3 separate regions of the Zea mays genome follow, and all the other regions are linked to region 1. The links are chromatin contacts, called in public Hi-C maps. All regions are on one chromosome and are shown on one strand. Each heading gives the region's core, a stretch centred on a gene start, on an enhancer-like site or on the middle of the called end of the contact. The rest is flanking DNA. Distances are from core to core; before and after follow the strand shown. Region 1 holds the start of LOC103638587 (ABC transporter G family member 42). Region 2 holds the start of LOC100501686 (Amino acid permease 6). Region 3 holds the start of LOC103638580 (thaumatin-like protein 1b).

Region 1 (3,264 bases), core at 49-2,548:
TTTCCGGAAATTACCGTTTTTATTCGGTATTTTACCGTCGGTAATAAATTCGGTATTTTTCAGAAAAAATATTAAATCTGAACTGATCTTTATAAATTCATAATAAATTCATCTTAGCTTAGAAAAATATAAAAATAATTTTATTATTTTTCTAAAATCAAGATTTATCTAATGATATATAGTTTAGAATCGTTTGAAACTTTTATAAATCTTATTTATTTTTTCTTACCTCTTATTACTCTTGATACATATATTCATAATTTGAATGAGAACTTAAGAAGTACCAAGAGGACACTAATTATATTGACTATACCAAGTAGTAGGTGTATAAATAGAATGTAAGTGCCATATCATTATACACATCTTGATTCTACTTTATTTAAATACATAATAATGATTTTATTGTTTTATGATTTCTTACTTTATATATTTATTGTGGCCTGCTACCTTATATATTATTATTAATTTTATATAAATGTATGACTTACGTGAATTTTTGAAGTCAATTGAGGGTACAAGTTACAGTTTTTATCGATCGAATTTTTAGATTTCGATCGTAACCGGTGTAATTTTCGTACCGAACTTTCGTTTCCTATGTTTCCGAATTACCGATATCGTTTTCGTTTCTAGAGTTACCGTTTTTTATCTCGTTTCCGAGGAAAAATATGAAAACGAAAATGGTTTTTGTGTTTACCAATCGTTTCCGACCGTTTTCACCATCATAAGTAACTCGCCAAAACTGCAATGGCCGGCCATCGAGTAGCGAGGCCGATGCGTCATGAAACACACGGCCTGCCCACACCACACAGAACGAAATGAGAGGCAGCCATGTGCGCCAAAACCTGACACGTAACCACTGAACTGCTGGGAAGTCGGAATGCAGACGAAGTGACTAGCTAGACCGCTAGAAGTGGAACGGTACGGCACTCCTCCTACCGTACGTGTAGCAGCGGCTAGATCGGCTGGCCGGCCACCAGCGCTCCCGCAACACATCACTCAACAGTCAACGCATGAACACAACACAGCGCAAAAATGCGCTGCCATCTGGTTCTGATCTGCCGATATGATGCAGCCACGTCCACGGACGACGCATCCGCCGCCCTCACCGCTCACGCTCAGCAGCGGCTGTGTGTGTCCACCTACCGCGTGGGGCGCTCAGCACTCAGCACTCAGCACCGGCCGGGGCTGTGTCCACCCACCGCGGTCGACTCGGGTCAACCGCGTGCAGCGCCGCTAAAATGCCCCCGCGAGTCGTCCTCCGGTCCCTGCTTCCTTGCGAAAGCCAAAAGGGCTTCGCCGCCGCCCCCCAGTCCCCACCAACCCAACCAGAGCACAGCGTAGCTCCTAGACGCGACCTAGGCCTGGTAAAAACAATTGGAAATTTCAGTTGGCCATTTCCCCGCCCCGCGCGCCACCCGCAGCAGCGCATATATATAAACTCCACCTCCGGGCTCACTCCTCTCACCCCCCTCTCTCCTCCCTTCCAATCCAGGCTACTCATGCAGCTCGCACGCCGCCACCACCACCAACTGCCGCACTGACGTGCATGCATGCGCAGAAGGAGCCAGCGCCCGGCCTGCGGCCTTGCCTGAGAGGAGCTCCGTCCTAGCACGGCAACACCAGGCGTCTAGCGCGCGGACGCAGTACGTCTGAGCAAGGCAAGAGCGGCGTGACGACCACCTGCCGGGAGCCGGGTGCTGCCTGCCCGGCCTGGACCGATCAAGCGACACCGGCCGGTAGACAAGAGACAGGCGCGCACATATATAGACACACACACAGTCACACACGCGATGGAGAGCGCGATGGAGAAGGTGTGGGAGTCGGGGCGGCGGATGAGCCGGAGCATCGGCCGCGGCATGGGCATGGAGGCGTGGGGCGTCGACGACGTCTTCATGCCGCAGCACGGCTCCCGGTCCCGGACAAGCAGCCGCGGCGGCCGCGTCGACGACGACGAGGAGGCGCTGCGATGGGCCGCCATCGAGCGCCTCCCCACCTACAGCCGCGTGCGCACCGCCATCCTGTCGGAGGCCGCCGCCGTGGGCGGGGTTAACGACGACGACGACGGCGGCAAGCAGCAGCGGTTCAAGGAGGTGGACGTGAGGAAGCTCGGCGTTGGCGAGCGCCAGGAGTTCATCGAGCGCGTCTTCCGCGTCGCCGAGGAGGACAACCAGCGGTTCCTCCAGAAGCTCCGCAACCGCATCGACAGGTGCGCAACAAACACGCTCGCCGCGCGCCTGCTTCTGTTTGTTTTCTTTAATTTGCCCAGTGCTAGCTCCGGCCGACACACACACACAAAAGAGGCAGGGTGAGAGATGAATCTGCATGCTGGTTTCTGTGGCCGGAAGCACAAGCGTTATCGCTTTATCTTAGCTTCAGGAGGTGCCCAAACAATTGATTCCAGACGAAACTTCAGCTTCTAGTACTTCCAAAAGTGTAGGACATATCGTCATATCGAGCACCTTTGCAAACGTGCACAAAACCAGGAACATGTACAAATTTTCGGATACAAGAAATGAACACAATTTTCGTTTTTTTTTTCAAACTACTTTTGACCATGTTTTGAGAAAGAAACTACCTTTTTCTTTTCTTATGTTTTTCCCTCAGCTCGCGTCGATTGTTGGCTAGCTAGCTAGAATACGGTTCCCTGCTTCGAATCCCCATCATAATACAGGCCTCTGAATATGACTTTGATCGGTTGACTGATAGGGGTCACTCCAAGAGCAGATGAACCTGTCTTTCCTGCCCCCCATTATCCATAGTGTTTCCCTTGCAAATTTTTGAGGGTGCGTGCGTCATGAGAGGCCATTGCAGTTGAACAAATCCATTTGAAGTTCACACATCGAACCCCAGAGATGAGCAGCTAACTTACTCCAACAGGAATCAAAGCAACAAGAGCCCAATCATTATTCTCATTTCTATATTTATAAAAATTATTTGAAGCATGGTATGGTATGCATGCCGCGCGCGAGAGCAGCTGATGAGGAATTGAAAAAAAAATAGCAATACCAATACGAAGACATGCATGCATGTGATGCAGGGTGGGCATCGAGCTGCCGACGGTGGAGGTGCGGTTCGAGAGGCTGACGGTGCAGGCCAAGTGCCACGTGGGCAGCCGCGCGCTGCCGACGCTGCTGAACACGGCGCGCAACATCGCGGAGGGCGCCCTGGGCCTGTGCGGCGTGCGGCTGGGGCGGCAGGCCAGGCTCACCATCCTCGGGGACGTGTCCGGCGCCGTCCGCCCCTCGCGGATGACGCTGCTGCTGG
Region 2 (3,261 bases), core at 207-2,706, 360 kb before region 1:
ATGAATCCACTAAAGAAGCAAAACAAATTCTATTTTGATATAGGAAGAGTATTATAAACTGTATATATGATAGTTGCTTTGGCAGAGAGAAGCTTTTTAAAATTGAAATGTTTTTGTGAACCATTTTTGATCAACAATAACTCAAGAGATGTTAAATGGCTTGCTGATTCTATATATCGAAAAAAAGTTGTTGGATGAGATTGATCTCAATGATATAAGAGATGACTTTGTATCACAAAATGTTAAAAGATATTTTTAATAATATCAGATAACAAATGTTTTTTGCTATATTTTACATTTATTATCTTGTAAACTTTAAAATAGTGCATAATATATATATATATATATATATATATTTGTGTGTGGATGGGTCTCGATATCGGATTTCGCACTGGGCCCCTGAAAAGTCAGGAACGGCCCTGCTCAGGGTGCACAACAAGACAAATACGAGCTAATCAGGCAACGATGCCACAGCTGCCGTCGTCCCCCTCTGGCTTCTGGCTGGGTCCTGCGCACGTCATGATTCCGCGAACGGCGTACGCCACATTCCTTTGCCACGCCTGCTGATTCTACTCCCGTCGATGCCACCGAAGTTTTGAGCCACTTTCTTATCATTATGGCTGATGTGATTACAAGGCAGATGATATATACTACACCGCCCATGGTAAATTTGGTCGTAGCTGAGGTCAATATGTTTTTTTCCTAACTTCGGGATGTACAAACCAATTAAATGAGATATCTTTTAAGTGGTCTCTAAAAAGTTATGTAAAAAACGGGTTCTTTTATAAATAATCCGTCTCTACAGGACTATCTCTGTATATTGTGTCCTTTTTTTACTATACTTATGATTTGATTTAGGAGATTAAAGTTGTATCATGCAATTTCTTAGTTTCGGAAAATCGAGCTGAAGTCTCTAGATTTTGTATATGCTCTAACGGTGTTCTACGAAATGGTTTGTATAGTTTGATACCAGCCTAAATCCGTCCATGCAAATCCATATATTGCGAGAACATCAAGTATTCCAGACCAAACAAGAAGAACTGCGCTCAGGCTCTATTATCGGTCACTTCGAATCAGAAGCCGAAAAGCTTCGATGTGACCAAGCCCCGTATGGACGTCGGACTGCCCCACAATAATATTTTTCCCAGCGAAGGCAGCAGAACAAAGGAGGGCCGAAGAGAAGAGACGGCCGGCGGCGGGGCTAGAGATCCGTTGTTCGATCATACGTACCCGTGCGCTTCTTCTTGCCGTCGTCGTCGAGCGTCTCGCCGCCGGCGCCGTTCCGCGGCTGAGGGTAGAATCCCGCTCCGTCGGCGCCGGTCCCGTGGCGCGCCGCCATCTCCACGTCCTGCTGCGTCATCTCCGCGGACGCCTGAGACGGCCGGGCCGTGCGCTGGGGCGGTTGGGGGATTTTGGTTCCTATTGACTCGAAGAAGAAAGCCCGCTCGAGTAGGGCGGCCGGCGCGCGGAGGGCCAGAGGGGCCGCGGCAGATTTTTATAGACGCGGGAGTAGTGTGGCAACGCGATTAGGAGCGTGCAATGCAACGCAGCACAGGGCTGCCATGGGCACACGGCACACCGGACACAACGCGGCACAGTCGAGTAGTTCGAGCCAGATTTGAACGTGGAAAAGAAAGCTGTCAATAAAACACGTGCAACCTGGCCCGCGGCCTGGATTTGGAAGCACAATCACGGGTCTCAGCTATCGGCTCCTGCCAACTGCCATGCCGTCAACGTGCGTGAGGAGTCAAAGTACGGCTATAGTAAGTAAATGGCAATTACTATTATTAGAAAAGTGCAGCCAAAGAATCTCACTTTGTTGAAAGCACTGTATAAACGTATTATGCACTGCTCATGACTCTCCCTGTGGATTACAATGACCCATACACTAGTGGTATAATTGGATCAGATATTGTCGTGGTTTCAGAAACTAGAAGGATAATAAGATTTGTGTTCGGTGGGGGACGCAGATTCACTGGAATGGTAAATCGTTGGGACTCGAACATGGGGATTGAGACAGAGGGTTTATACTGGTTTAGTCTTGTGCCCTAGTCCGGTATAGTGTTGATCGTAGTATTGCCTTGGCGCGTGTTACAACTGGTGCGCGTGTGTAGAAGGAGGGGGTCTAGCCCTCAAGGGTAGAACCTTAAAGAGAGGACTTGTATTCTATTGATGAGAGTGTGATGCATGTTCCCCTTGGGTGGCGTAGTCCCTCTTATGTCGTCCGTAGGGTCGTGCGTAGCGTACTCCTGGTATGGTGTACCGCTCCGCTCGCCCGTCATGCGTGTCCTGTAGCGAGTATGGCACTGATGACCTCATAGTAGTGCATGGCGGGTCCCGTCGGTCAGTCTCATGGGGCGGTCGCGCATGGAGCAACCTTGCTTATCATCATAATCCTTGTGTCACCCTCCGTCGTGTGTAGGCATACACACAGTGTGGCATATCGTCGTGTCCCTCCCGGTACGCGAGTCACTGTAGAGACCCCGGTGCTGAGGTCCCCCACGACCGGGTTTGACCGACCCCACCCGACAGCGAGGTACATTTGGGACCGTAAGTGGGGGCATACAATTATGTCAAACAGCAACTTCCCGACGCGCCTTAGGTGTGCCACACGTATGTCCAGACGTAGCTCAGGGATGACATGTCTTGTAGCAGCTGACGTGGGTCAGCAGTACCGGACTGGGACCTCCACCTCACCAAGTTACTCGGTCAGGAGTTGGTCGATCGTTCCACCTCGCACGGTTGCTCAATAGTAGCTTGGTAGGTCGCTCTTGAGAGCACCTAGAGGGGTGAATATGTGATCCTACAAAACTAGCTAAAAACAACACAACCTTGGTCCAAATTATGAGTTAGAGTGACTAAAAATCAAGTTCGGATAAGACGAGGATAGAAAGAAAGACTCTTCGCCTGATTGCTCACTTGAGATGTGTATTAAACTAGGAGCAATATGTAAGTGAAGTTTTATGCTCAAAGGAAGATGGAAATTGCAATAAAGTAAATGGACAAGATATACAACGATTTTTTCCGTGGTTCGGCCAAAGCCTACTCCATGTTGTGGCGACCTCCTTCGTTCAAGGGTTACACTCAACCCCTCTCAAGTGATCCAAAGATCAAAATTGAGTACCATGGTATTCTTCCTTATATCAATCCCGTTTGTGAGGAATCTCCACACATTGGAGTCTCTCACACCATACACAAGATGATCACAATAGAAATCAAAGTAAGGGAGGGAGTAGAGTACACACACGAGCACAACGCAAC
Region 3 (3,194 bases), core at 180-2,679, 480 kb before region 1:
TGTATCAATGTAATATAAATATTGTGAATATTTACTCACGTTTATGAAATGAGAATGTTAATAATTTGTCTATATGTCATCATTATTTACATTCTTTCGTATTTTATGCACCTTCATTTGTATTTGTTTACTGAGATGATGAAGGTATGCCCTTCATGCCCTTCGTCTGAGGATCATTATACCCGAAAGGAGATAATGTTTCGAAGGACGAAAGTTTTTTATCATTAACAATTGTGTTGCTTTGTTCTTGATGTATAGCATCTTTGAACAAGGGCCAACAGAAGGTATATCCTTCATGACCTTCATCTGAAGATCATTATATCCGAGAGGAAATGATGCTTCGAAGGATGAAGGTCTTTAACCATTAACAATTGTGTTGCCTTGTTCTTGATCTATAGCATTTGAGAACAAGTGACCAACAATTCCTATTTAAACAATATCCCAAATACTTGGGTGGAGTGATTATAAATGACTTTTCATCGTATGACTCCACCATGGATAATTCTCACCATCAAAGTGAGGTGGTTTACCAATAGGAATGAAAAATAATTGGGTATTTGAATTGTAAGGAATGCGAGAATAATTAAATAAAGTGCGATTAAAGTTATATTTAACTATCTTTTGTTGGTGATGTTTGGAGGTGGAGTAGCTGCTACTTGATGTTGATGGAGATGTAGATGAGTCGGTCTTGTAGTAGACGACCTTCTTCATCCTTTTCTTTTTGCCATCCTTCTTGCGGTGCGAGTCGATGGGCTTTTCATCTTGCGTCTTATCCACTTCCTTCTCCTTATGGTTGTCCATCTCCTTCCCTTGGGATTCTTCTCCCGACATCGCTTCAGATTGTTAGACCCTCAAATCAAGCGCCGAGCACCAACATCAATTGATAGTTGTCTAGAAGAGGGTGAATAGGCAACACCCTGAAATTTCACAACTTAAAGCACACTTGACTTCCAAATTAGATGTTAGCTCAAAATCTTAAACAATATAAAGTAAGGAGAGAGGGAAGTTCTTGCACTTGATGCTCTTCTTGATTGCGAATTAATACGATAGCAATATCACAAGTCAAGATTATAGAATGAACTTATAGAGAGAGGAAAAAACAAATTGCAGAAAGTAAAGAGTACAAGACACAACAATTTGTTTCTCGAGGTTCAGTTCTAAAGAACCTACGTCCCTGCTATTCAAAATTTAATAGCAAAACGATTTTAGCCTCCTCAATTCTCTCCAATCCCCCTACTCCCAAACATGCCCTAAACCTTCTAAAAATATCATCCTCTCTAATCCCCTTCTCCGAGACATACCCTAAGCCTTTCAAAAATGTCATCACGGTTCGTTATCTTCATGATCCTGTCTTTGACCACTAGCTAGCTTGAGACATATATACCGCGTGAGCATCGCTTACTTGTCTTGATTGGTCGATGTGTTGATGCTAAGGTTGAGGTTGCGTGCAACATTTATTGACTTCGCTATTGTTCACCATTCTTGACGTGGACGGGTCATCTTGATTTTTGTTTGACATATGCGTGCTTGGTTCAAGTTAATACGGTAGCAAAAATCGGAGTGTAGTAGTGGGTCCCGTACCAATTTGCGCTTTGTTATAAATATGAGCGGCTCATGCCCACACCGTTGACAACAAAAATCACGTTTCCATCCATCCTGGCGCACAAGAGGAAGCGGAGAGCGCTCTCTCTCTCCCGCCCGCAATATCATGGCGAGAGCACACCTAGCCCTGGTCAGCTTCTTCGCTGCCTCAATTATTGGTAAGCTAGGCTGCTGCAGGTCTCTGATCCGTTTCTTTCTATTCCAATCCAATGCATGCATGTTTGGTAATCTAGCTAGCTGCGCTGTTTGGTTCGGTGCCGGTTGGAAATGGAACAGGTGCGGCGTCCAAGTCGTTCACCATCGCCAACAACTGCGAGCACACGGTGTGGCCGGGGATCCTCTCGAGCGCCGGGTCCGCGGGGGTGGACACCACAGGCTTCGCGCTGGCGCCGGGGGAGTCGCGCGCTCTGAGCGTGCCGTCGGGGTGGTCGGGCCGGCTGTGGGGCCGCACGCTCTGCTCCACCGACGCGGCCACGGGCCGGTTCGCCTGCGTGACCGGCGACTGCGGCTCGGGCAGGCAGGACTGCGGCGGCGGCGGGGCCGCCCCGCCGGCCACGCTGGCCGAGTTCACCATGGACGGCAGCGGGGGCATGGACTTCTACGACGTGAGCCTGGTGGACGGGTACAACCTGCCGATGCTGGTGGCGCCGCAGGGCGCGGCCGCTGCCGCGGGGGGCAGCTGCGTGCCCACCGGCTGCATGGCGGACCTCAACGGCGCGTGCCCCGCCGACCTGCGCGTGGCGGCTTCGACGACGTCCTCCGGCGGCGGCGGCGTGGCCTGCAAGAGCGCGTGCGAGGCGTTCGGGTCGGCGCAGTACTGCTGCAACGGCGACTACGGGAACCCCAGCACCTGCAAGCCGTCGGCGTACTCGCAGTTCTTCAAGAACGCGTGCCCCCGGGCGTACAGCTACGCCTACGACGACGCCACCTCCACCTTCACCTGCGCCGGCGACACCGCCTACGCCATCACCTTCTGCCCCAGCACGACCAGGTAATACATGCGCATACGATAGATACGACGTTTCATACGACATATATCTATCTATCTACTGAACGACTGAAGCCGGCCTAGCACTTATTATTAATTAGGGATCAAATCACAAGTTTCTTGTTCGTCACTAGTGTAGTGTCACGCGAGAAAAAAAAGATTCACTTTTTATTATTATTATTTCGTGTGCGTAAGCATGCCTATGCGAGCCAAGTTACATGAAACCAAAACGGCTGGCTCCAGAAGCTACAAGTCAGGCACCAGCTCATCACCATTTGTGTCACGGACCCGGTCGGCAACAGAACACACCGCGCAAGGTGCTCGTTGGCGCTCAGTTTAGGGTCTGTTTGGTTGGTTTCTCTTGCCAATCTGGCTGTGTGAGCCAGGATCACTGGAGCCTGGCTCTGGAGATGCGATCAATCTGCTCGTATCTGGTGAGCCTGGCCCAGGGTGCTTTAAGGATTGTGCGAGCCTGGATCTAAATCTACATGCAGGCAACCAAACACAGAGCTTGCACGCGTACAACCTGGCTCACAGCAACCAAACAGCAGCTACTCGCATCCTATGATGCAAGCACGCGCAGATGCAGGACGCGCACCGGTGA

The links. Hi-C and Micro-C count contacts between places; a contact is called where the count stands out from the background.
Region 2: a Hi-C map of ear shows a contact between it and region 1, with 2.7 times the contacts expected there. The contact joins the promoter of LOC100501686 here to the promoter of LOC103638587 in region 1. A contact is called at or near these places in 2 of 25 Hi-C or Micro-C datasets (ear and leaf).
Region 3: a contact with region 1 is called in a Hi-C map of bundle sheath, with 2.5 times the contacts expected there. The contact joins the promoter of LOC103638580 here to the promoter of LOC103638587 in region 1. A contact is called at or near these places in 5 of 25 Hi-C or Micro-C datasets (bundle sheath, ear, leaf and 1 more).

The regions. Positions count from the first base shown.
Region 1 is chr9:79,775,111-79,778,374 of Zm-B73-REFERENCE-NAM-5.0, forward strand. LOC103638587 (ABC transporter G family member 42) reads left to right here and starts at 1,299. Exons shown (of 21, transcript XM_008661458.3): 1 at 1,299-2,206; 2 at 3,038-3,264. The coding sequence starts at 1,791.
Region 2 is chr9:79,410,917-79,414,177 of Zm-B73-REFERENCE-NAM-5.0, forward strand. LOC100501686 (Amino acid permease 6) reads right to left here and starts at 1,457. Exons shown (of 6, transcript NM_001362815.1): 1 at 1,231-1,457. The coding sequence starts at 1,360.
Region 3 is chr9:79,296,879-79,300,072 of Zm-B73-REFERENCE-NAM-5.0, forward strand. LOC103638580 (thaumatin-like protein 1b) reads left to right here and starts at 1,430. Exons shown (of 3, transcript XM_008661453.4): 1 at 1,430-1,760; 2 at 1,879-2,593. The coding sequence starts at 1,709.